2 separate regions of the Mus musculus genome follow, and region 1 is linked to region 2. The links are chromatin contacts, called in public promoter capture Hi-C maps. All regions are on one chromosome and are shown on one strand. The core of a region is the stretch at or near the end of the contact, and the rest is flanking DNA. Distances in the headings are between cores, read along the strand shown. Region 1 overlaps Snx1 (sorting nexin 1). Region 2 holds the start of Ankdd1a (ankyrin repeat and death domain containing 1A).

Region 1 (3,760 bases), core at 112-2,611, 570 kb after region 2:
TTGGTACAGCAGTAAATGTAAGATAGCCACCATGCCTCAGAAACCAGAGAGCAGATACACAGGTGCACACAGAACACATGGTTTCTAGCTCACCTCAAATCGTGTCACTTCCTTTCGGACAACTGTGGAAATCCTTTCAAAGTCCCTTTCATACTGAGTCACCCGAGATTCCCACTAGGAAGAGGAAAGAGAGGCTCACTTAAGGTCTGGATGGAGCTCAGCAGCACAGTGCTCCAGTGTGAGAGTCTGGGTTTGAGTTCAGTACCACAGATCCAAAGGGCGGGCGTGTGAGGTGCGCAGTGTCATTTAATGTCATGGTGCAATTCTACAGGAGACCTCACTGGGTCCTAACATCTTTCTGCCCCTTTGGGGAGGATGAGATACCTAAGAGTATGGTATGGAACTGCATACCATAGCCCAGCAGGCAACGGGAAACGATGGCCATGTGTCTCTGGCCAAGCTTAGCCTTTGAGAAAACTCTAGCACCATAGCAGACTCTGATTCGGGAACTCAAAGATACAGCACAAGCCACAAAACCCCTTAATTTATGTCTTTCCTAGACAGGCATGTCTGAATCACTTAGGTAGCTTCTCAAAGATTCATGTAAGGAGTTAGAGTCTTAACATTTTTTTTTAACTTTTACTTATTTTATTTATATGAGTACACTGTAGCTGTCTTCAGACACACCAGAAGAGGGCATCAGATCCCATTACAGATGGTTGTAAGCCACCATATGATTGCTGGGAGTTAAACTCAGGACCTCTGGAAGAGCAGTCAGTGCTCTTGACCACTGAGCCATCTCTCCAGCCCAAAGAGCTAGTTACCCCAGGGATTAAGAGCACTGGCTACTCTTCCTGGGGATCCAAGTTCAAATCCCAGCCCCCACACAGTGGCTCACAAGTTCCTAGGTATTCAATACCCTCTTCTGGCCTTCTCAGGTCCCATGGTACACAGACATGCAGGCAAAACACCCATAAACATGAAAATAAAATCATTTAAAAATAAAAAAGACTGGAGGAGAGCCAGCCTCAAGGCTGCCCTGAAGTCATCCCCATAGGCCTACCCAGGAGCCCTGGCCCTTCAATTAGCTCTCTTGCCTATTCTGGGCTCCTAAGCATCTGGTCACTGGGCTAGCTTTGGTGGGAAACTCACCTCTGTGATCTCATCCTTAGCCTGCTGCAGTTTGTCAGGCTTGTTGGCCCACAGCAGCCGTGCCTCAGACTCCCGCTTCTTCTGCAGCGTGGCTTGAGCATCCTGCCAGCGCTGCCATGTCTTCATGCGCTGGTCGAAGGCAGCCTATGGGGGAGGGCAGTTGGGAGGAGCACAGCCAGCTCTTCAGCAGTCCTGGCTGGCTCTGCCTTAGAAGGAGGATCCCCCAGCAGCTGTGCCAGGGAAGCACTGAGCAAGGGCAGCCTCTGCAGCCACTGTTAGCTGAGGCATTTAATGTCTAAAAGCACAAGCTTGGGTCAGGCCCTCTTCAAGCTTCCAGTGAATGGGCCAGCGCCATGCGACTCCAGGCCAGGGCTGGGTGACTGGAGCACAGAGGGTGGCCTGATGCCAAAACCTGACACTAATAAGGTTTCCAAACTGCCTACCTCAACCAAGTCAGACCAAGAGTCTACACTTTCCTGAGTCTGCCACGTGTGAGGAGCTATGAATACCGTGGGAGTGGAGCACATGGTCCCACTCTCAGGGAAAGCCTTCAACGTATTAGCGATTACAGTAGCCGCTTACACATATGCAGAGTACTAGGAAAACAAGCAGGCACCAAAACTTAATTGACCTTGCTCAGCTCTGCAGGCTCTAAGTCTACAGCAAGGATGCAGCCTTTTAAACTGATGCAAACAACAGGCCTGGTAACAGAATTTGTTTTCCTTTTGAGACAAGGTCTCAGGTAGGCCAGGCAGGCCTGATCTCATTGTAGAGCTGAGGATGACCGTGAACTCCTGAACCTCTTGCCCCAGTCTCTCAAGTGCTGGCATTACCGGCATAAGTCACCATGCTGACAGCTTAAGGAGACTTTACATAAACACTTAAAATGGCCACAACCTACTTACTGCCTTCACCTCACCCACACACTCACTCACCTGCTCTAGGCTCTCCAAAGGTCATTACTGGCTTCCTGTTTCTAGTCTTGGAACAGAAGCAGCGCTGTTAGAAGACAATTGCTGGCCAGGCCACCTGCACTCTACAGACTTCAAAGGCAGTCCACAGCAAGGTGGGGGGAAGCCTTGTGGCCCTGTTTATTTGCTCCCCATTCCCTGCAAAGATTCCCTGGATGTGTGCCAGGCTTCCTCAGCACAGCCCAGGCCATAGCACAGCTCCTAGTGAAGGCAGAGTGCAAGGCCACTGAACGTTGCTTCCTCCAGCCCTGCTGCTACTCTGCTGCTGCTTCTGTTCCTCAAGACAGGCTTCACTACGTATCCACTGAACTCACTATGTAGCATATGCTGGCCTAGATTTTCCCATGATCCTCTTGCTGTAGCCTCCCAGCTGCTGGGATTACAGGCATGTGTTTCCATTCCTTAGTACCTTAATGTCAAAAGTTCAGGAACAGGGTTGACTCCTTATCTAAACAGGCTTAAACCTATCCCACTGGGTTAACAGGGCTTCAGGGAAGGACACAAAAGAAACCTTTGCTCATTTCTTCATTCCCACTGCTCACTCATGACATGAGGAGGCCCACACGGGTTCTCTGAGAAGAGACCTGCTCACAGCTCTCTGCTCTCAGGTTTCTCTAGCCCATGGAGAACAAGGCTTAGCCCTGTTCACAAAGGCTCACCCTGTCTACAATCACTTCCAAAAGCTGTGCTCTCTAGGGAACCCCTGCCTCCCAAAACAATGCTCTTCACAGAAAGCTTTTCCCAGACAGAGCCCTTCCCTTCTCCATGGCTTTTTAACCTAGAAGTCTAACTGGTTCTAAGAACCCTCCGTATCAGGCTTGATTTCTTATCTCTCTGGAATCAGCAGGACAAGGAACAGCTCTCAGGCTACATTTAACAGCTGTGACTGCACGGGAAGTGAGAACCCAGGGGGCAGCTCAGCTCTCCACACAGCACAGAAGCTCCACAGTGGGAGATGCGCTGGGGATGAGGAGTAGGGGGAGGCTCATGCATCCTGATACCGTGCAGAATCAGGTCCTTACAGTGCAAGTGCCAGGTTCCTCTTGGTTTCTCCCTTTATCATGGAGGCCATGCAAGAGCTAATAATACTGCCCAGTAAAGCTTCTTTAACTGGTAAGAGAGCTTGGAAACAGACCACCCTGGTCACCAGGAGACCCGAGGTATGTGACCTGAGGGGCAGCGTGCAGTGTTGCTACCAGTGTGGTTAGCACAGCACAAGGAGGGAGGGCCCTGGTGAAAGCTCTCTCAGCACACTCCTCCATGCAACACCAAGCCAGTTCTGTGTCATTACCTGACTACTCACACTGGAAAGACAAGTGGAAGCCAGCAAGAGCTCTTATCAGGGCAAAGACCAAAGGACTGCAGAGTCACTGCTCCAGGGGCCAAGCAGCAGTCTGTAATAAGCCTTGCTTGGAGAAAGGTGCACAGAGAATACTGTCTGTCCTCAACAATAATGAGCCAACTTGGAAATCCAAGAGTGGGCTGCTGTGAGCCTCAGAATAACTAGAGGTAACTAGCTAGTGTAAGTGGGTTGCTGGGTCTACAGGGTCCTTTTCTTAGGAAGTGAAGAGCAGAAGACAGCTGGGGGAAGGAAGGCTTACTCGGACAATGGCCAGGAGGCGAATATAGTCACTCAG
Region 2 (3,687 bases), core at 427-2,926:
TCACTGCTCTCCCTTTGGCTGGGAGAATCCTTAAGGATCCTTTGACCCCAGCAGAACTCTGTGACCTCTCTGAAATAACCGGTGCACACTTAGGAGATGAAGGAGGGTCAGGAGTTCAAGGACAGCAAGCTGAAATTCAATGTGGGCTACATGAGACCCTGTCTCTTTAAAAGGTGGGGCTGAGGGGGCCTACAGAGAGATGGTTTAGTGCTTAAGTGCTGCTCCTTACAGAGAACTTGAGTTTGGTTATGAGCACCCACATCTGGTGACTGCCTATAACTATGGTCTAGGAGATCTGATGCCTTTTTTCTGGTTTCTTCCGGTACACATAAGCACACACAAACAAATAACAAAGCAAGGCACATATCTTTAGTCCCAACACTTGGAGGGAGAGGTAGGCAAATCTACAGCCTGGTCTACATAGTGAATTCAAAGACAACCCCAGGAATATACTGTGAGAATCTGTTAATAATAATAATAATAATAATAATAATAATACAAAATTTTAAAGCCACACTTAGGCTTAAGGGAGCCCAGTCCCCATTCCTCATTCATCTGGGAGGATGGTAACAGCTGGCTTCAGCATTTTGAAGTCCAGTGGGCAGGACTATGGGGATTTGAGAAAGCTCTCCCGGGTTCAGTGGGCAGGGCTCAGACTGGGCAGCAGGACTAAGACTTCTCAAAGGAGCTGATGGCTCAGTCCTCTTTCCTCTCCCAGGCAGGGCACCAAAGGTCTCCCAGCTACATGCATGCTTCCCACACATTGAGATGTCCTGGTTCTAAGTACATTCTGAAAGAGGCTCTGAAGTTCCTTATCTCACACAGGGATAGGGCTGACCACAGCACCTCTTTCCTAGGCCCTGGTTCCTTCTTTGATATGGTGTCTACACCCCATTTTATTCTGGGTGAACTGAGATCTTTAAGTGTTTGTTTTGGTGGTGGTGGTGGTGGTGGTGGTGGTGGTGGCTGACAGGGTCTCATGTAGCCCAGGTGGCCTTGGACTCCCTGTGTAGCCAAGGATGGAAGGTGATGTTGAATTCCTGATCCTCCTGCCTCTACTTCCCCAGTGCTAGGATTACAGATGTGTGCCACACGCCTGGTTTTACATGGTGCTTGGGATTGAACCCACGGCCTTGTGCATATTAAACAAACATTCTACCGGCCAAATTGTGTGTGCTCCTATTCCTGATTTCAGCATTTCTACAGTCATGTGACCTCACCCTGTCTCTCAGCCCTCTCATCTGAAAAATGGAGATGTCAGTAGGCCCAACCCATATAGTAGCAAAGACAGAAGACTGGCCTGACCTGCTTTAAGGACTGCCACACAAAGCAAGTTATTATCAAGGATCGTTGTCACTCGAGCTTGCCTTGTTCAGGACACCCTGAGTCCCAGATGTTCAGCCACTGTGCCCTACACCTGTGCGGCATTCTTCTGTTTTTTTTTTTTTTTTTTTTTCGGAAGCCACAGAGAAGACTGAGACAGAGGTGTCCAGGCCAAGGGCCAGCCTCTCTCTGGGTCACCCTCTGTGACCTGGGGTCCTCCCACCAGGCATCCGTTCTTTCTGCGCACCCCCCCCCATCCTCCGCCCCGCCCCCGCCAGCGGCATTGGGACTCACAGCCGTGGGTCTCCCAAGCCAGCTCCTCCTCCATCCTGCAGCTCCCGGCTGGTGCTAGGCGTTTAGTTGCCAGGGCGGGGAGAGCGCAGAGCTGGGAGCGCGCAGAGCGGGGAGTGGGTGGTGGAGGCTTTGCATCTCTCTGTAGCCCCTGCTCATTATCAGCCCATCCGCGAATCCGACCCGGGCACCCACAGCTTACACACACACACACACACACACACACACACACACACACACACACACACGCCTTCAAGCTGCCTAGGTCCCTGCGCGCAATCCCCCTGGGACCTCCCAACCTTGATGCCTCAACAAGCCCTCCCACACTGGACACTTCAGACCCCTACTACCCCACCAAGCCTACGGACATAGGACAAAAGATGTATTCAGGATCAGAAAAATCGGGTTACAACAATAACGAGATATAAATTACGTTACTTAGATTGGCTAAAACCAAACGCAAACAAACAAACAGAAACACGGAGAAAGCTGGAGGATGCCATATGCCAGATGCCAGAGCAGACGGTGCAGTTGTCCCAGCGAGTACACTCCGCTGGTGGCAGCAGCCTAAGGCTGGCATTCTGGAATCCAGACTGGCAGAAAGGAGGGAAAAGACTTTTCAACCCGAAGGAAGTAAAATAAATCAAAGGCAAACAAATCAATGAAATTAACATTGTAAAAATTCCTCCAGTAAAATGAGCCACCCTCTGCGCTGCCTGCTGCTCTAAGAAACTGCTATTCCTTTCCGTGTGGAATGCTCTTCCAACCCTTTCCCCTCAGCAGACTAGATCCCTGTCATTCTTTTTGGAGACTAGCTGAAGCGTCAAATTCCCAGTGTTAACTGTGCCTCCAACATTCTCCACTTCTCCACGTTGACATAGCCTTTAATTGTTAGAGCGTGGTCACAATTTTATAATTCCATGACAGTCAAATCACACTAGGCTTTGGGCCCATTTCCCTGTAATTTAATATTAAAAAGAAACAAAAATTTGGGTGTTTTTTTTTTCTCCTTTGTTTACTGTTGGTGTGTTTTGTCTTCTGAGACCAAATCTAGCTTTTTGTCCACGCTGGTCTCCAACACACCGGCTCACGTGATCTTCCACGTCAGCTTCCCTCCAGAGTCAAGTATCAGTCAAGACTCTGACCATACTGCAAGATGCTGGGATACCCCGGAGCCACCCGTTGCCTCCCGAAGAAGCTCAAAAATTCACACAGGCTCTTGAGCGTGGCAGTATTACATCTGTTGAGTCCTTTTGCTGCCCATCTTCTCTGCTTCTCTGTGTGCTGTTTTGTTCTTCGTTAGATGAACAGAAGCATAAAAGGAGGAGAGAGCGGGACAGGACGGCAGACTGCCCCACGATGGGAGCCCAGTGCAGATGTTTGCAGTTCCCTGAGCTTGTGTGATGTTTGGACACTGCCCAGATGTCTCTGGATTTTAGTCCCACCCTGCCCTTGCTGGAGGGGATGCTCTGACCGGTGGCAAATGACCAGAAGATTTATTTCAGCTCCAAAAGACTTCTCAGTGCTTGGCTTCAAAAGACCCAAGTGCTTGCTTGGCTGTGGAGCCTCCCTCTGGAACAGATAAAAGTCTTTTTATGTAGAGGGATGATTTTTGCCCCGGCATGCTATTTAGACATGATCAAAGCTACAGAGAAGATAGAAGAATAGTGCTGCAGATTAACATTTTTCCACATTTCAGATTTGAAGGCTTTTTAATTAAAAAAAATTTTTTTATGTACCTGAGCATTTTCCTGCATATAGTATTTTTGCCTGTGTGTGCACACACACAGTTTTAGCACTTAGGATGCAGAGTCTAGACTGGGCACCATAGCCCAGGCCTGGCTACATAGTAAGACCCTACCTGTAATAAATCTATCAATAAATGGATAAATAAATAAATAAATTCTCCTATCAAACTGCCACTCTGGCCCATTAACCATCTTCTCTCTCTCCCCTTTTTTTTTAAAATTTATTTTATTTATGTGAGTTCATTGTCACTGTCTTCAGACACACCAGAAGAGGGCATCAGATCTCATTACAGATGGTGGTGAGTCACCATGTGGTTGCTGGGAA

Evidence for each region. Promoter capture Hi-C pulls out the DNA fragments that hold promoters and counts their contacts.
Region 1: a promoter capture Hi-C map of hippocampal neurons shows a contact between it and region 2, with 2.2 times the contacts expected there. The contact joins the enhancer-like site here to the promoter of Ankdd1a in region 2. A contact is called at or near these places in 4 of 39 promoter capture datasets (hippocampal neurons, liver and pre-B cells).

What each region holds. Positions count from the first base shown.
Region 1 is chr9:66,089,435-66,093,194 of GRCm38.p6, forward strand. Snx1 (sorting nexin 1) reads right to left here. Exons shown (of 15, transcript NM_019727.2): 11 at 3,725-3,760; 12 at 1,153-1,296; 13 at 94-174. Among named protein-coding and RNA genes, the nearest start is that of Snx22, 22 kb to the left of the region's middle. Within about 2 kb of position 1,362, at least 45 of the 459 cell types and tissues checked have an H3K27ac peak or open chromatin away from gene starts, as enhancers often do. A contact at or near this core is called in hippocampal neurons, where this site is marked.
Region 2 is chr9:65,518,543-65,522,229 of GRCm38.p6, forward strand. Ankdd1a (ankyrin repeat and death domain containing 1A) reads right to left here and starts at 1,677. Exons shown (of 15, transcript NM_001370871.1): 1 at 1,618-1,677. The coding sequence starts at 1,651.